Linked DNA regions of Sus scrofa: region 1 is linked to region 2. Evidence: chromatin contacts called from public HiChIP or PLAC-seq data. All regions are on one chromosome and are shown on one strand. Each heading gives the region's core, a stretch centred on a gene start, on an enhancer-like site or on the middle of the called end of the contact. The rest is flanking DNA. Distances are from core to core; before and after follow the strand shown.

The links. HiChIP or PLAC-seq counts read pairs in DNA pulled down with a chosen protein or histone mark.
Region 1: an H3K27ac HiChIP or PLAC-seq map of alveolar macrophages shows a contact between it and region 2. The contact joins two enhancer-like sites. A contact is called at or near these places in 1 of 47 Hi-C or Micro-C datasets (embryonic fibroblasts) and 1 of 2 datasets of contacts at active chromatin or transcription factors (alveolar macrophages).

What each region holds. Positions count from the first base shown.
Region 1 is chr11:20,048,905-20,054,876 of Sscrofa11.1, forward strand. No RefSeq gene overlaps it. Among named protein-coding and RNA genes, the nearest start is that of SUCLA2, 440 kb to the left of the region's middle. Within about 2 kb of position 3,902, at least 2 of the 83 cell types and tissues checked have an H3K27ac peak or open chromatin away from gene starts, as enhancers often do. A contact at or near this core is called in alveolar macrophages, where this site is marked.
Region 2 is chr11:19,699,853-19,706,534 of Sscrofa11.1, forward strand. No RefSeq gene overlaps it. Among named protein-coding and RNA genes, the nearest start is that of SUCLA2, 87 kb to the left of the region's middle. Within about 2 kb of position 2,164, at least 10 of the 83 cell types and tissues checked have an H3K27ac peak or open chromatin away from gene starts, as enhancers often do. A contact at or near this core is called in alveolar macrophages, where this site is marked.

The DNA.
Region 1 (5,972 bases), core at 2,652-5,151, 350 kb after region 2:
TTTCCTTGGCTTGTAGGTGGCCACTTTCTACCACCTGTGTCTTCACATCTTTCCTCTTCATGCACCCGTGTCTGTGTCCTTAACTTCTCTTTTTATGAGGACACCCGTTATGTTGGATAAGGTGTGCCTTAATGACTTCATTTAACCTGAATTACCTCTTTAAAGGCTCTACCTGTCTCCAAAAGAGTCATATTCTACTGTATTAGGGGCTTCAACATATGAATTTTGTGGGAGAGACACAGTTTAGCCCATACCTACCACAAACTATTTCCCTGGCCCTGTAGTATGACTACCCAGGCAAGGTTAGATGACTAATAAATGTTTGGTAAAGGACTAGATAAAGAGGCAAAGGAACAATTTGCTTCCAACTCTGTTTCCTTGTGGAAAGAGAGTTTGAATGGTCAGAGTGTGAGGTCTGCTTGATGCAGGCAAACATCTTTAGAAGAGAGCCTCCTTCTGCATGGCACTTGGTGTCTGCCCTGGCCATCCACCATTCTCATGCCTTCTCTGCCCTGGTGCACAATGGTCCAGTCAACTGAGAAATGGATTGGAAACTCCTGGGTGTCAAGAGAAATGGTACTAGTCCCCTGCCAGTGACCTTACCTAAGTCACTCACCCCCCTCTTCTTAGACTTTGTCATCTGAGCTAGGAGATGTGGTGTGAATCATATGGTTTGCCTAGTGTTTTAAAGTCACCTTGTGTCTTAAATGATGGTAAAGCTGTTCCTCAGAAACATTAGGTACAATCCATCTCTTGTGAAGTCAAGCATCAGAAGAACATGCTTGGAAAAACTCGAAAGGGTGAAACATGAAACAGAATGAGAAGTAGAAGAACCTTGACTGAAGGATAGATAGAAACTAACAAAATAGATACAGATGAGTAAGAAGTGAAAATTGAAAAGTCAGACTTGGGGATCACAGTCATGAAACCCAAGGGCAATGTGTCCTGCCAAATGCATGGGGGAGAAGGGGAGCAGGGTCATGGAGAAAATGGAGCCTCATCAGTTGTATTTGACCCATAAATCGAGGGGCCTCCTTCCTTCTCCTTTGCAGACTAAGTATTACAGGGTGGCTTGTAAGTTGAAAGTGTGGAATGATTTGGGTGGGCAATAAAGAGCTTACTTGCTCAAAACATCTCTCTTTTCCCCATTTCCTGACACCTGCAGCTTATTTGCCTGAAAAACAAGATAACACGGCAACTGACGGTCATACTCCTGACAATGACTCACACCAGGTCTGTTCCTCACAGCAGGTTTTGATAAGGAGGAAGGCAGAGGAGAATGAAAGAGGACGCGAAACAAAGAAAAAGATGAGCCTGATGTGGCAGGGCTGGGGGAAGGAGCAAAATAATCCACCCTCCCCTTCATACTCATGGAGGAGAAAGTTTCTAAATTTCTGTTGAGGCTACTAAAGAATATGAGAGTAAGAAAAAGAGGTATTTTTGTTTGAGCTTCCAAACAAGGTACAAACCATTGGGAGTTTAGAAAATACTAAGATTATTTATTTATTTTAGGAAGAAAAAAAATTGAATGTAACAAACCCACAGTAAGTTGAATTTCCCTTCCTTGCTAGGTAGACATAGCTATGTTTTATATGTTATGTATATATATATATTCTTTATTAGTGAAAATGTTAATTATGCTGGATCAAGACTGAAAAATACACTGACATAATATTGAAGTTATTAATAGAAGTTTTCCAAGAGACTATTTTTCTGTTAAGTCCAGGGTCAAACTTTTCAGAATTTTTTCTTTTTTTTTCCTTCCTTTTTTTTTTTGCTTTTTTAGGGCCACACATTCAGCATATGGAGGTTCCCAGGCTAGGAGTTGAATCAGAGCTGCAGCTGCTTGCTTAGTCACAGCCATAGCAAGGCACAATCCAAGCTTCATCTGCAGCCCACACCACAGCTCACTGAAATGCTGGATCCTTAACCCACTGAGTGAGGCCAGGGATTGAACCTGCATCCTCATGTATACTAGCCAGGTTCATTTTCAATGAGCCACATCGGGAACTCCTCGAGGACTTTTTTTTAAATTTCCAAATGGAACAAGAATCTTCTTTGGTGCAAATGGTTTCATCTATAATGATGGTCAGATTCCTGTGTGTTGTTAGCTTTTAGAGTATAACAATCCTTCCACGACCAAAGATACCTATGAACTTCCTCTTTTGATCAACTGTGTGTGGGGGTGGCTCAGAAGGAAATAGTTAAGGATAAGAATAACATGAGGGATGGGTTTCCGTTATTCATTCTATTCCTATTTGCCCTCAAAATGAATGGAAGCTGACCAGGGACTTCTCAGCTATGACGAATTCCTAGTTTAGGTTCTTTGATTGGTGTCATATGGGGAGCTTGATGCAGTCAGTGAATGATGTATCTGCGTAAAGACACCCTTCCCTCATCCCCATGGAAAACACCATCCTTTTATCCCATGTCTACCGATAAACACCTCAAAGGACTTGCTCACCAAAACCACTTCTTGGCAAAGGAAATTTACAGAAACGTATTGCTCCTGAATGAATAATTTTGATCATAAAAAGAATAACGAATGCATGGAAACTACACGTCAATTCCCCATTAAGCCATATGAAAGGTGCATTAGGCTAATGTACCTAATACAGGCCAGCCATTTCACCAGAGGAACTGCCTGGAGGATTCTGACATAAATCATGTTGGTAATTCCAAGGAGTTTCTGTAGATGGTAGATGGGTGGTAGATTTCTTTTTAATTATTCTACATCTGTTTAGAGATGTGCAATTTCCAACTATGTAATTGGCTTTTAAGTACTTTTTCATTACTATAAATAAAGTGTTACATGCAATTACGTTTAAATATCTGCAGTGCAAAAGCTAGCGGCGGCCCACGGGTTACAGCACTTGAGCTTATGGGGGATGCTCTCCTTATGGTGTGATGGTGGCCGGATTCAAAACAACACTACTCCTGGAGCCGGGTAAGAGGCTGATTATATTTAGAGTACATTCACTTCCCACGGTCATCTGGTAGGAAAGGAAGCACTGTTGAAACCTCATCTTCTCCACTGGACAGTGTCGTGACTGGGGGAATTAGTGGAAGAAAAAAGGATAAACCCACCTGGGGTCTAGATCTAGAATGCTAATCAGAGCTTGAAGTAACACAGCTTTTTTTTTCTTCTTCTTTTTTTTTTTTTTTTTTTTCTTTGTAGGACCACACCTGAGGTATATGGAGGTTCCCAGGCTAGGGTCGAACTGAGCTGAAGCTGCCAGCCTACACAACCAGGGCAATGCCAGACCCAGCTGTGTCTCTGACCTACATCACAGCTCACAGCAACGTCATCGGATCCTTAATCCACTGAGCAAGGCTAGCCTGCATCCTCAGGGATACTAGTCATGTTCGTTACAACTGAGCCACAGTGGGAACTCCCAAGACAGAGCTATTTTTGCCTGGCTTTCACATCTGAGATCTCTTCCAAAATAGAAACTGTTACTTTCACTCTCTGGGGGCAACTTGGGGTAAAGGATTAGCAGGTACATGCCCTTAGTATAAATTTCAGATGCCTAGGACATCAATCTCCCTTGAAAGAGGCCAACCTCTCCTTTCTCCATTTTCAGCGGGTACCAAATCTAGGCTTATTCTCACAGCTGCGGATGAGAAGCAGGTAATCCTAAAATTTTTTTTGCAAGGAAAGGGCCTAGATTTAGCACATGCTATAGCAGACAGGGGCTTTAGAGATTTATTACAGAGAATGAGCGAAGTCAAGTTGAATTGCTTGAGACAGAGCAAACTCTGAGCAAGCTCACGTGCCCCCGTCGACTGACTTCTTAACTGTCTTTCCATCCTCTTCCCTTTTTATTTGGGGAAACAGACTCTCCGCTGTAGCTCTGGGGTGTGTGTCAGCACTTTATCATTGCTCGTGTTAATTTCCTCATGCGTCTTTCCCACCCAGCACCATGTGCTGAATCATCCCCCATGATCCTTTCTGCTTTGAGACTGAACTCTCCAGTGTCACAAGCGGCCACCACGTTTTCTTCACATGATAGCCATCATGAAAAGACTATCAAAACAGAGCTGATACTGTTAGGAAAGTTCTCTTAAATGGAACTGGGAGGCCACTGAGAAATTATGACTTAACGCACATCTCAGCTCAGATGGAGTCTAACCTTTTGACCATTTATTGTCTGAACACAGGCATCCAGAACATCTGCACAACGGTCCAGAAACCCAAGATACTGATAGAATTCTTACCCTAAACAACTTGTGACAACCTACCCATTAGGGCAAATGTTTCCTTTCTTGTGTCAGGGTGCAGACTCATGGCTTTTGCCTTTATAAGCCCTCCTTTCTCTTCTCCAGAATATTCTTTTGGTTGGCCTGAATCCGTGTCTCCCCAGTTGCAATTCTTATGATGCCGAATAAACGCTTCCTTGCAGCCTTCTATGTTTTTTTCATCAACACTATTCAAATTTGTGCAGCCTCAGTGGACACAATGTATATTCTGTTTAATAGTCTTGCTTGAGGCGGTTTCCTATTGTTATCTCCTTAGTTTCCCTCTGAGGGTGCATGGTTTCTTTTTTTGTAAACTTCTTGGGATCTGTCTCCTGGACCCTGCCTGGAGGTTTTTGGCAAGATGTGGGACAGTGTCCTTCCAGTCATTGCAGTTACACTTGAGCAGGGGAGAGAGAGCCAAGGCGTATTCTGCCCAGTGCTGCTTGAACTTAATGGGTGATTGGAGAAGGAATGGAGCAGAGTAGGTTAGGCTGTTAATTGGAATCAATGAAGCAGACTCTATGAAGCCCGATTTTAATACAGAAAAATAAGATAGTAATTAAATAGTAAGAATAAAGCTTAACTTGGAGATTAAAATGTTAAAAACATAGTATGATTTTTTTCTATCTTGAAAGACTGTACAATTAAATTTTCTTCAAGTTATGAAACAATCTGTTGTGGGGCTAGATCCAAGGACTGCTTTTTTGGTGTGTAATCGCAAGCATCTTTTTCATAAGCATTTAGGATGGTCATTTTCTGTCTTTCCCAGAAATGTATGAATCATGGTAAACTTATTCCTCTTAGAATCAGACATGTTGTAAACTGGGAAATCTTTGGGGCTGTTTCTTTAAGAATTATGAGTGGGTGAGTGAGGTGGATGAGTGAGGCAATGACATAATATTTACCAGAGGATTTGGAAAATTAAATAACTATTTGCAACATAATGTATTTGTCATCAGATTAAGTAAACCTTTTTAAAATTCCAATTGTATGTTGAGAACTTTTACAATTGGCACCTTATTTAATATTGAGGCAAATTAAACTTTATTATGTTCTATTTTATATTTTAGACACAAGTCTTTTCATTAGAGATTTTTTTTTTTGGCCAGTATTTTCTACCAGCATATGGCTTGATTTTTTTTTTTTTTTCAGTCTCTTAACAATGTCTTTCACAGAGCGGAAGTTTTTAATTTTAGTAAAGTCACATTTAGCCACTTTTTTCCCCCTTGGGTGGATTGTGCTTTCAGTGTTAGATTATTGAAATCCATTGCCAAGTCAAGGTCTTGTAGATTTTCTTCTAGAAGTTTTGTAGTTTTGCATTTTATTCTTAGGTATATGATCCATTTTGAGTTAATCTTCTGCATTGTGTAAGTAATGTGTCCAGGTTTATTTTTCTGCATGTACAATTCTCTGGTACAATTGTTCCAGTGTCATGGCTTAAAGTCAAAGATGGTCCTTTCTCCATTGATTTGACTTTGCTTCTTTGTCAAAGATCAGTTGGCTACATCTGTGTGGGTCTCATTTTGGACTCTATTCTGACCCATTAATTTATGGGTCTATGCCTCTGCCAGTCTTTTTTTTTTTTTTTTGTCTTTTTGCCATTTCTTGGGCTGTTCTCACGGCATATGGAGGTTCCCAGGCTAGGGGTCCAATCAGAGCTGTAGCTGCCAGCCTACCCCAGAGCTGCAGCAATGCGGGATCCAAGCCACGTCTGCCACCTACACCACAGCTCA
Region 2 (6,682 bases), core at 914-3,413:
GACCGGCATTCAGCCAACATTTGTTGTATTTATTGACTTGCGTCTTACTAGTCATGGCACAGAGCCCCAGGCGAAAGGCTGACTGTCAGAAGAACTAGATGTTTGGGCTGAGGAATTTTCTCTTCCTGGACAATTTAAGTTTTTAACCACTGTTCTGTTATCAGATGTTTTTTTTTTTGGCTAGGGCTTTCAGAGAAAAATATGTAGTTTGGTGGCTTACACAACAGGAATTTACCGTCTCCCAGGTCTGGAGGCTGCAAGTCCAAGATCAAGGTGGTGGCAGTTTTGCTTTCTCCCTGGCCTCTGCCTGGCTGGCAGGTGGTTGCCTGCTTGCTGTGTCCTCATGTGGCCTTTTCTCCCTGCACATACATCTCTGGCGTCTCTGTGTGTGTCCAGATTTCCTTTTATAACAATATCGGTCAGACTGGATCAGGGCCCACTTGTCTGAGTCATGCAACCATGATCACCTCTGTAGAATCTTTCTCCAAATACAGTCACGACCTGAGGTACCAGGATTTGTGGGCTTAACCGATGCCTTTGGGGGTGGACCCCGTTCAGTCCACAGCACCATGTGTATCTATACCTGTAACAGATCCTAAGTCAGAGAGTCAGAGACTGTTGGGGCTGGAATGGACTTCAAACACCTGGTCCTTCACCCACGTTACAGATGAGGAACTGAATTCAACAAGGGGAACTGGAAAAATATGGTTTAAAAAAAATTTAGGATCCCAGCCTCCTTCCTCTACTACCCCTGCGTCTTTTGTCTCCAGTCTAGGCTCGTGTTCCGGGCCCTTCCTGCCTCTGTGGGGACAGAGGATGGGCAGAGACCTTCTCAGAGTCACGCCGGGCCCCGGGGCTGGCAGGGCAATGGCATTCAGCCCTTGTCTTCACGTGACCTCCCCTGACCTTGGCTGGTGCTTCCCCAGCACCAGGCCACCACCGCCCCCCCCCCCCCCCGCCGTCTCCTCTTAGGGTTCTCCCGGGGAAGCGGAGAGGGCGAGCTTGTCTTCCGCTACCCACCCCCAGCCTCGGCCTTTCCTTTTCTTTCTTCAGCACCAGCAGCTCTCAGGCTGGCTCCTTCCTGTCCAGCTCCCCTTTCCTGTGAAGTCCCCTCCTTGGCCCTTTCCGGAGCCTCCCTCCTCCTGCGATTCCTTCTTCCACCCCAGGTGGGCCCTCCCTGCTTGCATCTTCAGTGGTGTCCCCGTCCATTGCTCCCAGAGCCCTCTGCTCACTCCTGCTCCGGAGCCCTTCACATTCTGCGTTTAACAGTAGCTGACACACTGGTCTCCCCTGCTGTGCTGTAAGTAACTAGAGGGCAGGAGGCTGCCCATTTCTTTTGTACCCTTAGGTTCGGTACAGGGTCTGGAATGAGTAGGCGTTCAGCGGGTGCTTCTGGAATGAGTGGGATCCCTCATGTCCCAGCCACCACTCAGCAAGGTCACAGCTCGACTTGATGTAATGACCCACTTGCTGTCGGTCTGAGTGTTGAAGGCGAGGCCACCAGTGACAGGTGTGTAGACCTAGGAGGCAGGTGCTTCAGACCTTCATTTCTTCAGTGATTCATCCCTTCAAACATCTTCTAAGCACCTACCGGTGTCAGGGGTTGGACAATAAGCAAAACACATTCAGTTCTCAAGAAGGTCAAGGGACATGGCGGAGCTAGAAAATTTCCCTTTCCTTTTGATGCCGTAGATGTGGTTGGAGAAAGATTTGAGGTTATGTTGCTGGGCGTGAACCAGGCTCTTAAAGGTTCACCAATAGGTTATTTGACATGTTTCTTTCTAACAGCTTGGATGAGTGCTGTGGTATCATGGTGCAAACTGTCAGCCAAGAAACAGAGACTGCCTAACCCATTCCTTTGAGGTTCATTTAATGCTACGGGAAACCCATGTTGGTTGTCTGCACTCTCCTGGCCAATCACAGCTTCAACATCTTATATTGTTTGCTATTTTAGGAAAAAAAAGACAAAATCTTTTTGTGACAGTCACGCAACTATTTACAATAATTGCAAGTTAATTTGCTTCCTCAGGTGAATATGCTAGGCATTAAAACATAACTTGCATTCTGATTTGGGAGAGCGATAAATCTTGTGCCGAGGACCTGTTTTGGATGAGAGCTTGCTAAAATTGTGAAATTCCCATTGCATGTGACAGGAAGTGGTGGCTGGACTGTGAGGAGAGGGAAGAGGGGAGAGTTTGTATTTCGCTCCAACAAGGAGCAGTAGCGATGGATGAATTTATTTACATTGTTGAATGTATTTACACACAGATGCAGGTTTTTAGCTTTTATGTTTTTCCTCAATATTGTGCCATTTCTAAGATACAGCAGAACCACTTTTTCACCGTTGAAAGCACATCCTATAAAAGTTAATCCCTTGATTCAAAAAAAATCTGCTTTAAATAGGTAAGAATGCCTACGATATGAAGGTACAGAAGAATATGCAGAGGAAAGTGAGTGTTGTGGGTGTTTTTCGCAATTCTTTTTTATTACTGTGGCAAAAACACACATTTATCATTTTAACCATTCGTGAACGCACACTTCAGTGACGTTAAGCGCATTCATAAGCTTGTGTCACCATCACCGCGATCCATATCCACAGCTTCTCCATCACCCCTCTGGCAAAACTCTGTACCCATTAAACCACAGTTTCCCCTTCCTCCCTCCAGCCCTTGGTAACCACTCTTCTGCTTTCCGTCTCCAGGAATTTGACTGCTCATTAAAGTGGACGCATCCACTGCCTGTCTTTTTGTGACTGGCTTCTTTCCCTTTGCATGCCTTTAGGGTTCACCCACATTCTGACACGTATCAGAGTTTCATTTCTTTTTAAGACTAAATAATACTCCATGTGATGCATATGCTACCTTTTGTTGACCCATTTTCCCCCCGGATGGGCATTTGGGTTGTTTCCACCTTTTGGCTAGTGTGAATAATGCTGCTATGAACAGCCATTGGAATAAATATCTGTTTAAGTTCCTGCTTTCAATTCTTCTGGCTCTACACCTGCAAGTGTAATGGCTGGGTTGTAATTCTTTTTGTTTACTTAGATTCTGAGCCACTGCTGCGCTGGAGGATTCTTCCTTCCTTTTGAGGCAAAGCCTGTTTCTCACTGCTGAAGACAGAATTGATTTGGGGCCTTGGCTCTGACTTTTTAGTTCCTATGCCTGATCTGGGGCGTCTCTAAGCCTTCCAACATCCTCCTAACAAACTCCCTTCCTACTTAAATCAGCCAGGGTTGTTTTTGTTGTTTGCGATACAAATGCTGACTGACAGTTTCCTGGCCCAGCAGTTCCATTCCTTGAGGCATCAGTTTCCTGTGCCTCCCCCCAGGTATTTGTAATATTTGCAAATCTGAAAGACAGTATATGATTTCCGTGTTCACCATCCCATGCCTAAGACTAAGGCCTTGAGATGGTAAAGTGTAGGCTGTACGTGTAAACTTCATAATCTTCCAGTTACTAAGCTTGGGGCCTGGCAGGGGGCGGGCGCGGATCCCACTGTAGGCTTTGTCAGCTCTCTGATGAATTCGCATGGATGGCAGAGCTGTCCACAAAGGGCTCAGTGGGACGGGCGGGAGGTGGAACACGAGATGGGAACTATGGATGGCATCAGAGCCAAGAGGCTGAGAAGACGGATGTTGGAGAGACTCTGCTTTCTGGCTGGGTTCGGTGGTCTCTTTGCCTAATAGAGTCAGCAGGTTCCATCACTATGGAAATCCTTGATTTTTATCCCCCAGTCCCAGCGGGTTAGAGAGCCGAGGTGTTGCTGGTTTGGGTCCTGTGGTCGTCTGTTAGGGTGGCTTGCATCCCACAGGTCTCTTTTTAGGCCACGTCTTAGAGCTCAGGGTGGGATGCCTGCCTTGATGTGTCCCATCTGCTAGCTTTGTATCCGAACTGTTCGGGATGGAAAGGAAAAGAAAACGGAAGAGGAAAAGAGTGAAGGGATTTGCCTTCTGCAAAGGGCACCTTTACTATAATGTGGCAGGTGGATTGAAAGGAGCCCACAGTCCATGGGGGGACGCGTGAGGAGGCAGCTTCGGTCATCAGGTGAGAGATGGTGGCAGTTTGACAAGGGTCGAGGTGGTGGAAGTGGAGAGCTGTGGGTGGATTCAGGAGAATTCTAAGGGGAGAGGCTATCAGGATTTGGTGAAGGAGTCTCAAGCTGGGTGTCAGAGGGGGAGGGATTAAGGATTCTCCTGGTTCCAGCTTGTGCCAAGGATGCTTGTTGGGCTAAGTGCAGAGACAGGAAACCCAGAAGAAGATCAGTCTCTATGGGGGAATGATGACTTGGGGCTCCTGGAGGGAGAATATGACAAGGACAAGGAATTTAGTGGTGGCAAAATGGGTTAAGGATCTGGTGCTGTCACCTTTGCGGCTCTGGTTATAGCTGTGGCATGGGTTCAGTCCCTGGCCCGGGAACTTCCACAAACCACGAACACTCAGCCTGGAGCCTCACCACTCGGATGAACTATTTGGAGGTGCTTTTAGTTTCTTCCTCTGGGAAAAGAAGGCCATCCAAGTGGCTGCTCTTCAGTGTTCCTTCTCGTCCTTGCTCTGCAAGACGTGAAAGCCATTTCTTCTCTCTGCCTCTGTCCTAACAGCCCCTGGACTGTAAGCTGGAGGAGGTCAGGGCATGGGCTGTTTTTTGTTCACCAGTGTCTCCTGTAGGTCGCCCTCTTCTGGAGGAGGGACCAAAATGTTCACCGGGCTCCTTTGCCCACCTGCCTCCATGGGCAATGGACGTGATTCAGCTGAACATTTATTGCAAAAAGCCCGACATCCTTCTTGTTTGCTCTCTGACGTTAAATTGGAGACCCTTTTCTATGGGCTATTCTGAGTCTCAGTCACTTGAATATATTTTTATGTGCATCTGTCTCTGGCAGTAAACTTGAGATGCAAGAGACCAAAAAATAAAATGAAATCTATGTCACTTAATAATCAGGAGAACTAGATCCGATTTAACTATTCTGAGCTCCTTACCAAAATATCCCCTGAAGAAAGTGTCTTGGGATAGAGTCAAAACAACTCAGGGTAAAAAGAAAGACATTTTCAGGAGCAGAACACACTGCATGGAACAAACAGCAAAACCCAGACCCAACCCTGCCCCAAACCACAATCAGCCTCCAAACAAACAAAACCCAGGTGTCCCTCACCCCCAGCACGCACACAGACACATGCACACACACACTCGCGCACACACACACTCACGTGCACACATACACACTAATATGCACACATACACAGCATGCTTCCCTCCATTGGAGGGCACGTGCTTTGCTGGCGAAACGCTGATGCAGCCCAGTTCCAGGGAAGGGCTGAACACCTTCCGGGCCATGCTCTCTTCTGTTTCAGAATCTTCTCTGCTCCGTTTCTGCTGTCGGGGACTTCTGAGGACTTTCTCATGGTGGACATGGTAGCAAGTAGTTCAGATGATTTGTTGGCCCGTCCAACCTTCTGCATATCATCATCTCTTGCCATCATTACTCTTGAGTCACCTCAGCTGTCACCTTGGTCACATGAACATCTAGGTCTTTTTTTTTTTTTTTTTTTTTTTGCTTTTTAGGGCCGCACTTGTGGCATATGGAGGTTCCCAGGCTAGGGGTCAAATCCGAGCTACAGCTGCCGGCCTACACCACAGCCACAGCAATGCGGGATCTGAGCCACATCTGCGACCTACACCACAGCTCACGGCAACGCCGGATCCTTAACCCACTGAGTGAGGCCAGGGATCGAACCCGCAACCTCATGGTTGCTTAGTAGGATTCATTTCTGCTGCACCACAACAGAAACTCCTAGGTCTTTGTTTAAGAGTCTCTGGAGGCAAGACTTTCTTCTCTAAGGCCATTGGACTTTTCCTCCACGTTTCTGAGCTGGTGGATGGAGAAGAGAGAAGAGGAACCAAGGGGACCTTGCTATAGGTGGAGCTGCGAGGGAACCGGTCATGTTGCCAGGGGCGCCTCAGCATTTAGAGAAGTCTTGGCCAGCGCCCTGCTTGAGTTTCCTTAGGGGCGTCTTTCTTTTTCTTTTACTTTCTTGCTTTTTAGGGCTATACCCACGGCATATGGAAGTTCCCAGGCTAGAGGTCAAATCGGAGCTGCAGCTGCTGGCCTACACCACAGTCAAAACAACACCAGATCTGAGCCGTGTCTGTGACCTACACCACAGCTCACAGCAATGCCAGATCCTTAACCCACTGAGCAAGGCCAGAGATAGAACCTACAGCCTCATGGATACTAGTAGGGTTCATTTCTGCTGTGCCACAACAGGAACTCCCCTTAGGGCAGCTTTAAAAGTGAAGACATGCCAAGATAGGCTATTAAAACTTGTGGTAGGTGGAGTTCCCTGGTGGCTCAGTGGGTTAAGGATCTGGAATTGTTACCGCAGTGCCTCGGGTTTGATTCCTGGCCCAGGAACTTCCTCATGCTACAGGTGCAGCCGAGAAAAACCTTGTAGTAGAGTTCACATGTTTGCATTTAATAAGAAATGCAAGTTTTTTATATATAATTTTTTTTTATTTTCCCACTGTACAGCAAGGGGGTCAGGTTATCCTTACATGTATACATTACAATTACATTTTTTCCCCCACCCTTTCTTCTGTTGCAACATGAGTATCTAGACAAAGTTCTCAATGCTATTCAGCAGGATCTCCTTGTAAATCTATTCTAGGTTGTGTCTGATAAGCCCAA